Regions from separate parts of the Bicyclus anynana genome. Here region 1 is linked to region 2. Evidence: chromatin contacts called from public Hi-C data. All regions are on one chromosome and are shown on one strand. The core of a region is the stretch at or near the end of the contact, and the rest is flanking DNA. Distances in the headings are between cores, read along the strand shown.

Evidence for each region. Hi-C and Micro-C count contacts between places; a contact is called where the count stands out from the background.
Region 1: a contact with region 2 is called in a Hi-C map of whole larva, with 3 times the contacts expected there. The contact joins the promoter of LOC112053885 here to the enhancer-like site in region 2. A contact is called at or near these places in 2 of 2 Hi-C or Micro-C datasets (whole body and whole larva).

What each region holds. Positions count from the first base shown.
Region 1 is chr3:15,883,112-15,889,470 of ilBicAnyn1.1, forward strand. It overlaps LOC112053885 (tribbles homolog 2), which reads right to left and starts at 4,034. Exons shown (of 5, transcript XM_024093478.2): 1 at 3,898-4,034; 2 at 2,419-2,803. The coding sequence starts at 2,715. All of the region lies in intron 1 of LOC112053876 (eukaryotic translation initiation factor 3 subunit H), which reads right to left.
Region 2 is chr3:15,847,489-15,854,792 of ilBicAnyn1.1, forward strand. All of the region lies in intron 1 of LOC112053876 (eukaryotic translation initiation factor 3 subunit H), which reads right to left. The region is part of intron 3 of LOC112053885 (tribbles homolog 2); the gene reads right to left. Among protein-coding and RNA genes, the nearest start is that of LOC112053880, 31 kb to the left of the region's middle. Within about 2 kb of position 4,938, at least 8 of the 8 cell types and tissues checked have open chromatin away from gene starts, as enhancers often do.

The DNA.
Region 1 (6,359 bases), core at 2,784-5,283, 35 kb after region 2:
TAGACGGCTCCATAAGACCCATAAGTGCAAGCGAGATAGATATAGAGAAATGATTTATGGCCCTAAGACTCAGTTGTTAATGCTATTAGTATAGGTGTATGTAGTGGGTAGATATATCGCGCGCATGTTGTATTGCAAGGATCTTCAAAATAACGAGTTTCCTAACTGGTTTGTAGTTTTATACGTTGCCTTGGCGCCTGCATGATTCAAACCGACACGGAACAGATTTCGCTCGCAAAAAAACAGGAATTTACTCGAATTGCGCTTTAACTTTATCAGATGACGCATTTGATTAAATTTGTGATTGATAACCTATAGCTGTTGCCTTCTGTGTAATAAAATACCCAAGTTAAGCAGGTTCACCCGACCTAATTTATTTTTGTATGTAGTGAGTCAACTAGCAGGTATTAATTATGTTTATTTTATTGATATACTAATAAAACTTCTTCTAAGAATACTTTAAATTTGTATGTCTATTAATTTTATTACCAATGTTTCTTTACCCTCCAAGTAATATTGTGTTAGGATTAGGGTACGACAATAGTTAATAGAAAAGACCTCTCTATAAAAGAACGTCGGGCAATTGAGGCTTGAATTACTTACAGGCCATGATTACAAACTATGGGGTACGGGACATAGACACACAACTAGAGTACTCTAAACTTCAAATTCGCCTCTTATGTCTCTGTCTAAGACGATACTATAGAAAAAGAAAGGTAGAGGTGAACTTGAAATTCACACTTGCGAGAGAAAACATTAGTACCGCTGAACACGATTTAATAAATTTCTGGTTTGGAGTGGTCGGAAGCGACAAGTTGTCAAGTAGATAGGTCCGAGGGCAACATTTGATTAGATCTCTGATTGATATCCTCGTTAATCTCGCGGTGTGAACGTTATTGTTTGCAGTTGCGACACTCGACACATGACATTGTAAGCGATGGCTCTACTCTAGCTGGCCTACAAGTGCGACCGAGCAGCGAGACCGTGACATATAAAGTTTGATATTTATCGACAAAATATAGTATCGACATATTTTTAGTTTATGGTGGATTGACATCCTTATTAACAATATCTGTAATAAATACTTAGGTATGAATTTAGTTTTTGTGAATAAGGTAAGATTGTTTTCCGTGTGTTTGTGTGTGTGATTTTTAAAGTATTTAAAAGTAAGGCTACATTCAGAACTTGAGCTTTGTAATGTCTATAGACCTAAACTTATGATGAATAATTAGGTAGGTACATTGGATGAGTTTGACCATGCCGTTCCAGTAGACTGGCTAAATGCTTCTAGCATTTCAATAAGCATTAAACTTCCTGTCTTTTTGGGACCAAGATACATTAGTACCTATAAGTAAATATATAAAAAAGTAATAATAATATAATTAAATAGGTATCTACCTACTATCTTCCCAGATATTGTTACCGCAGATAAGGCATTATCACTTATCAGTGTGAGAATTCATTTTCAAGGGCAATTATAAGAGTCGCAGAGTTAACTCGGTTTCAAGTAACAATTGATTAATTGCAATGAAAGGGAAACACCATGTGGGCATATTATTGGGAAATGGGCTTATCTCGATGGGGAGTCTATCCCGTGGGATACATGGAACCCTTTTATAGCAGTCTAGCAGTTACGTACTGTTTCGCCATTGAATCGATAAACATGTCCACAAATTAAGATTTTTTATGTTATTTTAAACTTGTATAAGTTCTAAAATAATAGTTTTACGTGGCTATCAATGTTTTCATTTTACTTTAAAACATAGTGTTCAAATTATGAGCAAGCTAATTAAGTAACCACTGGACCAGAGGTCGAGTAAAACAAGAGATTACACAGTGTAGTGTATCAATCAAACAAAACTGCGCAACTTCTGTTGAAACAAGGCATAATTTCGACACGAGACGCGTTACGTATCCCTGTCGTGTCGGCTGAAGATAAATCGTTGCATCTAAAAGTATTTTTAGCAAATAAATTATCAACGACTTTTTGACATTTGACAGGTTTTCGAACTAAGAATTTAATGGCTTGCTTGGCTGTACGGTGTAATACCTTTGCCTTATCCCTACGGGAAAGAATAAAGAAAAAAATAATAGCTTGCAATAGGGTAGCAATTAGCATCAGTAGTACCTAGTCATAAATTAATTTAATTAATGTTGTGTTTGTTAAATGGTGTTTACAATTGCTTATGTAGTTTGTTATGTAAGCTTCTTATATATAACAACAAGATCTATAATGAGTATGAAGGACATTTATTTAGTAACTTTAATTGACGGGTAAGAAAAATAATTTGTGCACCGCACCAGCATGCAGGCTTGGCTAGTTGTTTATGCTACCAATTTTGTATTGCGCGGGGTCGAGACGCGGTCCAACTGGTTTTCGTTTATAGTTTTAGTTATCGATGTAGATCGGTCACTTACTTTGCAAACGTATTCCTCTTGCGTGCGCACATCCACACACCGACAGAGTGATGATCCTTCCACTTGTTCGAGTAACAAATACTTTTCCGCGACGAGCGCCGCTTGGAACTGGTGTTGGGCGGGCGGAGGGCTGGCTGGGCTGGGCGCTGGGCTGGAGGGCGAGGGAGCCGCAGACAAGCGTTCGGCCAGGGCAGGCGACGGGGCCCGTTCGTCCTTGCTGTCTCCCGCGGCCGCGGGCGACGTCGACGGCTTGCTCAGGCGCAGAGGCCACAGCAACGAGGGTGATCCGGGATCCATCACTGAACACTTGCACTGTCACAACACTAACGTTCACAGAACACAAACACTTAAAACTTAGGAGGAACTATGATGAGATGAACATGATCTGCAATAGAAACAACACCCGATTAGATAGAGAAAAATTGCAAAATTATCAAACGAAACTATGAGACAATCTGCGATTTAGCAACGCGGTTTAGTAAGGGGAAATTGTAAAGTATTAAAAGTGTACTACGAATATGGTACGAACCTTGAAATGATTCGTCCTGAGTGGATATCGTACCAAAATTTGACTGTCCGTGGTGACGTATTTCGCTTGTTGAGCACGGTATTACAGGAATTTAAATTCGAGTAAACCGAACACGTATAGACAGGCCAATATTTTGGGCCGGTGTCCGCTCGGGTTGAAGTGAGACTAAGCGAACACACGACCGCCTTGCACTAACGCCATTGCGAGACTATTTGAGAGTTGTGACGAGGCTGACGCGGCGCTCGCGGAGCCTTGGGCCAGCAACCGTGGATCCAATGTTGAACGTCCAATGTCGACACACCGTCAGCTCGCGTACTACGCAAGCATACGCCATGCGGTTCGAAGACGTAGCGCGCTGTCGCCTGCCGTCTCTCTCTAACTAGCGTATACGCCGCCCCTTTGAGAGAGATAGCACTCGACCATTCATTTACGTTTGGCAATGCAATGATGTCAAATGTGTATACAGTTTCAATATTTTTCACAACAATAAATTAAACAACAGAAATTAAGTGCGGTATTTTACAAAAAAATGTACGTAATGATTGCAAAAAATTCTCGTTTCAAGACTGAAATTCGAAATTGGCTGACATTACTTACGCACGTAGCGCGTTCAATAAGTACCAACCTACCTACCTGCAACTATATAGGTAGGTAATAGGTATGCATCACTACATCATTAATTTACTTTTAAATTAGTCTGCATTCGACAACTTACATCATATTATTGCAAAAATAAACATTTTGAATTGCGACATTATATTATTGCAAATTGACAATAGCCTACCAATAAAATTGACGACATTTCATAACATGTTTTTAACTTTTTTAAATTGTCTAGGTAGGTAGGTAGGTAGATAGATATTTGGCTTGCTAATGAAGCATATAATATGCAAATATCAATTAACGGTAAAACGTGATGCCTATCAGTAAAATTAAATATTAGAACTTACCCACATATCTACTCCTAATTGTCAAATTAGGCGCCGTGCACCAAACTTCGAATCCCCTCTGAAGACGAGGCGTATGATTCTGCAATAAACGAAAACGTATACCAGTCGAGTTAAAAAACCTTACAAAAATCCTCCGCAGTACGGAGTGTTGCAGTGTCAAACTGGACTAGAAGTTTGCTCCTTTTTTATTCACCTACCCTACAAATCCATTGAATATATTTGATAGGAAGATTAGAAGTTTGATGTTATTTATGCCATTAAAACAAAGTGACATTGCTCGCACCTAATAAAATGTATCAAGGTATTATGTTATGTTTAACCTTTATAAAAATTAAATGTAGTTTAACAATCGAATGCCATTTATTATGAAATACACTACGGTCTTGATCTAATTGATATTTTAAGCAATACTTATAATAGTTAAATTAAAAAAATAAATTGTTAATAATTAAACTGAACACTCGTAAGTCAAAACCAAGGCAATATTACTCTTATGTAGATACTAGGTAGGCGAGTACCTATTTTAGAATTTTTCAAATACCTACGTATTAAAAGATACAGACAAAGTGACGCGCGATTTTTTCGTTTATTTCCTTATTTCAATAATATGTGAGAATTGTTAATACCTCCTCTTTTTATGACTAGCGAATCTATTTGTGTAGGTAACACATCTCTAGTAAAATATCGACCTAAGTATCATAAAAGAAATAGAATCGAGTTTTGTAAATTACATTACAAACATTTATGCAGCCTGTAAAAAGGTTGGAACTGTTTGAGTTTACACGGATTCCTGGCCCAATATCCTGTGGCTGTACGATCATGTTTGAGCTTGCTCTTAGCAGCCCGCATCTTCACCTCGTTACCTAAGGAGGAAGTAGGCAAACAAGGACGAGCATGTTTGTCTACGTGTGATCCTGTTTCAATTGTGGAACATGTTCCCATAAAGTCGCTACAGACCTTCCAATCGGACGAATGCAATAAATAGGACCCTATTAATAACCCGACCGACACACTATGCTTCTCATGCTATTCGTCGCGTTGCCGCAATGTTGGACTGCCTGGCCAAGCATTGCTCTACTTGCAGACATACTCGTGCAAATATTTCCGAAATATTTCCACGAATGTTCGCGGTCAGACGAGTAACCATACAAATTCCCTGCTCACTTTCCTCATTACTTCCAACGCCACTCGTGCAGTGTGGAAGCGGCATATGTCGGTAGAAAATACTATGATTTCTATTCCAAAGTGTAGAAACGGGTGACATGGAACTTCTAAAATTATCATTTAAGTTTCATTGTAAAGTATAAAATGAATGATTTTTAATAATTTAGTAGGTAAGTGTTGCGTATCTTGCCGGCAATTCTTAGCAGAACCTGCCTTCCAGATCGGCAGTAAATCACTAGTCACTACGAACAAACAGACTTGACGTTTCAAAAGTGCTTGTTACGTAAACTTCTTGAAATAAACGAGTTTTAAATTTTAATTAGATATATGTAGGTACACGATTTTACTGTCCAGTGTCCAGATTACTACATTAGTGATATAAAAGAACTTTTACTGGAGCTGTTAAGAAAAACAAGACAAAACTATTTTACAGAGCCCTCTACTATTACACTACCTCATCATATATGTGAAAAGAAAGAAATTAACTAGAAACTATAATAACTTCGTTAATTCCAACCAGATATATCATGCAACCGAGTTTAGCCAGTCCCGACGAGACAGTTCATAACTAGCTTACTATGCAAGTAGTCGACCGCACGCGTTATATTCGGTAAACTCTCCTCGTGTAAGTTAGCCTTAAATATATTATACTCACATTTAGATAAAGCCTTTAGTAATATACTATATACCCATAATAAATAATAATGATTATCTTGACTTTTTAACTAAGTAATAACACATTAAATAATATAAATGCATTAATATCAATAATGTGAGTTTGTTTGTTTATTTCGCTTTAACGTCTCAACCGATTTTAAAATCTCTTTTAGCAATAGAAATCTACACTATCAACGAGTAACATAGCCTCCGCTAGTTTAATTATAAATTATATAAATATGAAAGAATTAAAATTATTATTTATCTTTAAATAAAGTTAGCAAAAATGTTACGCAATTAAAATTAGCAAAAATATTACGCAATCATGAAATATTTTTAGGAACTTTTTTGTAATGTATACTACCATTGTATGCATTATGAACATTGTTTTTCGACACATTGTTTTTCAACAATTCAGAGTTTTGTATGAAGAAAGAAAACTTGAGGAAATTCTATTGCTACACAGGCACGTGATAGGAGCGGACGGGAGGCACAGCTCTGGTGCTACGTCACGGGAGATTTTATAACTACTCTTCGACAGTTATTTATCGTCACAACTCGTAGTGTTATGACGTAGGTAGTTATGACGTCTATAAAACATTAGATCACGTGATAACCACGTTCCAATATCAATTCTCTTT
Region 2 (7,304 bases), core at 3,688-6,187:
TAGTGACACTGCTAATATGGAATTTACGGGATTTTCCTAATTTGTCTTTATTAAGTCCATTACTGGACATTATAAGATCACATGAAGGACTTCTAAAAAACGCATTGTTGAGCCGCATTCAGTATTAAATAATAACTACTTATTATTTGTGTTAGTTAATTTGAAAAGAAAGAATCTTTCCAGGTATATTCATGTAAAAAAAGAATTACTACATAAAAAGCTTACTTAATCTGAAGTTAAAGAAAATTCAAAAACAGCATTTGTCAATTAAATTGATATTACTTCTTCAAACTTTTTCTTAATCATTAAATTGATAAGTAATTATAGAATTGAGTCAGACTTGTGTTAGCGTTTATCTACGTAAAACATATCTACCTAAGCATAAATTTGAAATGTAGAATCGACTGCTCCTTGAGGCACACCATACACAGGTTAACAATAACAATAATAATCATCTTTTTTCGATCAGGCTCAGGACGTTAAACCTGAGACCTCATGACCAATGTGAAAAGGGTATACCATATATGTTCTGTGGCTATACGAGACAATCGAGCAAGTATTTAATGTCCTGTAAAACTACTTTGAAATCTGGCAAACCTAGTCAAGACGAGTTTTGATACAGTTTGCGATAATGCACAAACTAATGTTTTGCAAAACAACCTGGCAGCTATTGCAAGCGAAAGAGAGAACCTATGTAATTATCATCATCTTTATTACCTAATATGAAAAAATAATCTAGGCTCGCATAATAACTAGTTAAGCTTAAGGTCTGGTATACATCGTATGTTACACCTCGTATACAGAGAGCAGAGGGTTTTAAGGAAATAAAATTGGTGTAACTTTTACTACTAGAATGTCAAAAATTTATAGGAATACTGTTCTTTTTATAAGTCAGTTTCGACTTTCAGGTCCAGTTCGGTCTTGGTGGTAATGTTATAAAGTTTCCTCAATATGCTTAAACACAGTTACCAAAGTAATAAGGGTCCCGTTATTCTATTGTGAGATGCGGACCCATGTAAACAAAGAACTCTTTACAACCCAATTTTACAATGTTGGATTTACATCTTCTTTTAAAATTAAATAATTTTGCATAGACTGCTTTCCATGATAATAAAAAAAATCATATATTTGTTCTTGCCTTAAGATAGTACCAGGACAATATAAGATTAAAGATGTGTAAATATCCAGTCTACGTAACATGATAATGCAGAAATCGAGCGTGCAAGTTGTTTTATAATATTATAATGATGCGGTCGTGCAAGTAGGTATTGCGAGTACATCTTGATAACAAGTGAAAATTTAATCCGTAAATACGATAACACGTACAGGAAAGCTATAATAGATAACAAATAATAATATTGTGAATGCGAAAGAGTTTATTGACTGGTTTTTCCTCCTAATACGTACATACATTTCAATGGGAAGGAAGGATGAGTTAATGACGCCTTTGCAGGTTGTGTACCGAAATTATAAAGCATTTCCCAATAGCTTACTTAAAGTTAATATGGAAAACATAAGGAAATTCCAATAAGTAAGAAAAAAATAAGCAACTGAAATCAACATGACGAAAATTTAGCAGTAAATTTCGTTAACTGTAGGAAAAAGCGATTCATGAAGTCATTTTTACATACCTACACCTATCCGATTAAAGTGCTCCATAACTGAGATCTTTATCACAATACATAAACATAAGTACTTGTATACAGAGTTCAATAAATACGGGAACTACTATGTACGACCCCAATGCCGCAGCCACTTACGCGGGCCGATAAGACACGAAGAAACCTTATCGAGGCCAACTATTATGCTCTACAATGCATAACTTATAATGCGGTTTGTACTAGTATGTACATTGTACATATATAGGGTGTCCCGCAAATATTGCGACATATGCAGGGTGATAGCTGACATCAAGGCCTATTAATTTTAGCAGCCCACAAAAATAGGCTCATAATCCTTCCAGGCCTTCCTTTCTTATAGGTCAGAGGATATGGAATTTATTGAAATATCTACAATCATTTTCATGTTTAATTGTTATACTGTGCACCTGTAGACTGATCAGTTGCTTGGTCGAAATCCACGATTTTGAAAATAATGCTTAGTTATTTTTTTGGAAATCACAGTTATTCTTCTTAGATGAACAGAACCAACATGACTCAAAACTTTCATTCAATCCTTCATGAGCTTGAAAATGAGATTGCATAACGTGGACAAACGCAATGTACGATCGATGTACACAAAGTACTCGTAGTAGTAAAAACCCCGGTAAGTCTGGAAGCGGGCGGGGCAACAACACTCGCGTTTGTAAATACGTCGTATAATGTTATCGCGAATCAAAACAATGTTGAAACGCGAATCGGGAGCCAGTTTATAGGTACCGTTACACTCAAACGCGGAAACACGGGGCCTCGGCCAAGAACGGGTTCCTTTATTGGTTTTCCGTAAAATACTACGTTTACACCGCGTTATCAATCATCTCAGGCCAATTGATTGTTTCCCAACCGGTGTTTTGGCCTGTCATTGTTTGGCGAATCAAAATTTCATTTACTGAAAACAATTCGAAATTTTAAAACCATCATTTGTCAGTATCGAAAGCAGAATTACAAGGAATGGACAGTACACATTTTGGCAATTTACTTCAAAAATGAGGCAAAGTAATTGGCAACTTAAAACCTAAAATATGCGTTTAAGTACTGCCAATATTCAAATACCTTTATGATTAATTTGACTTCAGTGTCAATCAAGCTCGCCGGGCGGACAAAAACTACACACGCCAATAACAAATCAACGTTTTTTATTCATACGTAGTAGAAGCTTAATACTGGGAACGTTTGCTACAAAACACTAAAGTTCATAGGCCTTACGTCCAAGAATTCCAAACACCGTACGATTGTGTGAATCGTGGACGTGGATCGAATACTATTTGATCGCGCTTGATAAACAAATAGTGTATTTCTGAACAATGCACTGCACAGATTTATCTGATAGGAGAAATTTATTTTTGATAAGACCTCAACTCGAGGAATGCTGCCAGCTCGACGGATGTGGAACACCAAACAGCGGTACTTTCTCATGTACCGTTCGGCGGAGCAAATTAATTCTACGCTTGAAGGAGATAGCTCTCTAATAAAGCCCAATGGTATTTAATAACAGCGCAAATTCTAATATTGAACGCAGACTACTCACGCGGTCAAGATGAGATCATAAAGGATCAACGCTCCACACGGATGCCGAAGCGATGATCGCTGTACGATTTAAGGAGCGGTCTTCGAACTCGGTCGTCGACCTCGCGATTACTCTTTTTCTATACGCAATGACGTAACTTGGAAAGTGCGGAAATGTTAATCAGAAGCACCAGATCGCGTCTTGATTCTCGAGCATCAATGGCGCGGCCATCTCTCGCGGATGCTCGGGGAAAGGTTCATTGAACTTGCGAAACTTCACCTGTCACAGTCGAGGGGAGCGAAACAAAGGGCCCGACATAACGAAGAAAGCGCTGTACTATCTGATTGAATCACACCGAGATATTACGAAGGCGGTCGATTATTAGATGAGGTAAAGAATTTTGAAATTAGAACTGCGGACGCACTCCGTATGCTACGCGATGCGACCCGCTTGCACAAGCTCTGGCGGAAGAGAGTGCGGACAAAACGGCACATTGCGGTGATGCAATAAAGAAAGTGCGGAACTAAAGTAGGTTTTCTAACGCGGTGAATGTACTCGGCCATTAGTTGTGTATCATTCGAGGCGGCAAAGGCTCTAGCGCGGCGGGCGACGACCTCGGACCGGGCCCGTACATTTTGCACTCGGCCGCGACTCGTGTGATATAATACAATTGGCACGGAAAATTGCGAATCAGCCGAGCTCCAGTCTAGCTGAAGCTGTACGTTATCATTGCTTGCGTTACACCGCCACCGCGTTAGGTAACGTGTGTTGTCATTGCAATTGCGATGTAACACGCGAAGTGCGGAAAAGCGATTGCGTTCACTGTGACAATACATCAAATGATAGATGACCTTAGGAATGGGCGAAAAACGTGTTTAAGAGCGGATATGTCAAGTTCAGCGTGTGCGAGAGGCGGGGGCGGCGGGGGAAGCGGCGCCGGCGCAGTGACAATGAATGGCAAGCACCGTTGTACTTGACCCAGTATTCGAGCCGAGAGCCGTCGCGGCGCTGCAGCCGATGATGATACATGTGACACTAACAGGCCGCCGCTCGCCCCACACACACCTACGTTTACAACCAACCCGATAATAAATCGCGCTCGATAATCAGAGCAAAAAAAATGAGGGCACGAATAGACGTTCATGTTTTTCACATCGAAACTCATTAAACACGCGGCTGTAACACAAAGGCTGTTTATGACAGCTTTGACATTGGCATATTGGCTCACTAGGCCACGGTAAAAAACATCTTTGGCACGATTTACGTCGATCAAGAAATTGTTTGATAAATCGAGATGTGCGTCAGCGCCATCCTTCATATTTCGTGATATCATTGCTTTTTATTGTGTCCATTATGTTCTTGAATCATAGTAGGATTAAATATGTGTCGAAACACATGTAAACCATGTAAGTGGTATGAAGTGGTTTGTCATATACACATACCTGTTATAATGTGGTATTACGCAAGGTCATAGATGCACCTGTTCTTGCACTGGCCGATGTAACCGTTACTATTCCTACACGTATACACCGTCGACCTATACAGATACTCACACGTAAATACAATGCAGAAGGCCATGAAGGAATTCGTATCCACCTGTCGAGTAACTTTTTTGTAATCATCCAACAGAATTTTAAGTAATGAAGAACACGCCGATATGTGACAAAACGAAAAAATGAAACGCTTGCAGCGCTCGCGGCGTCCGGTGTCGGCATGTAATAATCCAAGTGGGTTAAGGTTTCATCAAGGATTTGTTGCGGCAAAACTCCGCTCCAAAACCGAGCGCCGGTTACTGTAAGCCACGAGTAATGCACGCCTTGGTTCCGCTGCATTTGCTCATTGCCTTTTGCAACACAATCCCTCTTGTAGTGTTCTTCAGTTAATGGCGACGAGCAGTCTGCTAATGGCTAGATGATGAATGGCACGAAAGTTTCTCTTTCCTTTGTAGGTGTTTATGACTGTCGCATTTCATTCACCTGCCACGACAATATTACAGACCTTAATTCAAAGGACGCGAGGGTTCTTTTGTTTAATTAGCGTCCAGCGAACAAAAGTAACTCGATCGTCGGAGTTCGCCTTTGTGCGGGCACAGAGGGACACAATGGTGGAGTCCTTTGAGTGGTGCCTTTTGTAACTCTGTAAGTACCGAAAATTGAGCGCAAAACAAACAGGTTAATAAGTTTCAAAACGATCCAGATGTATTACAAAAGCGGTAGCACACAACCGTTTGGCAACAGCACGGACAATTGTTTCGCAACTGGCATCCCAGCGTCCGGACCACTCGATTAATTGTTTCTATCGTAAAACATCGACTGTTGGATGCTTTTGTTTTACATACAGAGCTCATTGTCGCCGCAAAGAGTGCTTCACGACATACGGCCATTATGAATTGGATTGGTTTATTGCTCAAGATTCCTGATATTTAATAACGATTCTTTTATGAATGCTATTAAAATATATTGTAATGGCTGAACAAGTTTGTGTTTTAGCAATGCAATCTGACCTCGAACGCATTATGTAAGTAATAGACATCACATTTTTATTAACTAAGTATCTTTCTCATATATTTGTCATTAGTCTTAAACTATATAGGTAATAAATAAATAATTGACTCTAAGTAGGTACATCATATTCATCAGCGTTTAAGTGCGTGTTGTGCCATGATATAGAACAACAATACAATTAACGATAAATTAAAATTATTACTGCAATAATAATTATACTTATCTGAGTATCGCTCTCAGTGGTTAAGTGTTCAGCGCTGATGCAACTAAAAAATCTTGTGAAATAAATAAATAAATGTTAAAAGGACCTTCGACTGAACGACCTCAGTTTGGTATAAAATTTCGAATATCTGTTGCTATGTAGCTGCTCAAAAGGGCTAGAACCTAGAGAACGTAAAGCCAAGTTTTTGATATAAAAAAAAAGATGCGTATACGTGATCGATCATCGGATGGCCGTCCACATTAGCAGCGGGACGCATTCAGCGCGGCGCACCGTCATGAGATGCGCAGGCGGCGGCAGATGTTCGCAAGCAATTGTTGAGGGAACAAAAGCAGGTAGACGCATAGGACGCTACAACGCCATGTGCTACGTGTCATTTTTTCCAGATGATAACATGTTTTAGGCAAGAAACGCGAGAAAAAATATTCTAATCTGACCCAACAGATGGCCGAGCACATGTCCGCCACAAAAAATATATATCAACGCTGGATTATTCAGCGCCTACCTACGCAGCGCTCGGGATCGATTCGGAATTCAATTTTCACGGTATCAGCCGAAGCTTTGTTTTACTGGTGACTACAGTAAATTAAATACAATCGCTTCCCTTTGTTACAAAAGAGAGAAACGAATTGAATCCCAGTTATCAAAATTAATAACAGCAAAAGCAATTTACTTTGATCGCCGTAATATCCTGCCGGCGCATTTATTGAGCTGAATTTTCAATTGTTTTCCGTGCGAACGCGGGGAATAATACGCGTAACTATCTTATCGGTTTTTACTTATAGATAGCTCTTATGATCTCCGCTTTCTATTAGATTGTAACATGAACTTTCACGAAATTAATGAACGTCAGGCGAACGATGCAGAGGAAAGAACTATCGAAAAAACGACAAATATTGACCTCGCAGCATATGTCGAAAGTCAAACTTAAAGACTGGTTACAACTTGCATTTGAATAAACATTCGCTGCGATACTAACGTAACTTTATTGACCTTACGTCGTATTGAATGTCGGGTTGTATGCACCCGGTCCCCAGATAGAGATGTCGTCAGATGGACAAACAAGTCTTTCCCTTCAGAAGTTTGTATTGTCTGTTACATCACTATATAAAATATTGATCAAGCAACAATGAAGATTGAGTTCTAAGATAACCATTATTGTGTATCATGTGCAAGAGACAGGTAGAAAAATATTGCTTAAACTAGATTGAGTACATTCTTCTCAATATAAACAGTATGTAAGAAAAGTAAAGTTGATTTTGACAACTATAAATTTTACATGGTGACAACAATCGTGTCGCTATTAAAAATATAATGAAACATCAAAATGAGTAGCGTCGTAGAAGTATTGACTATAAAACCCTATTGTAGATCTGGATTTACGACCGACTTGTTAACTTGTTTCTTTAAAAGAC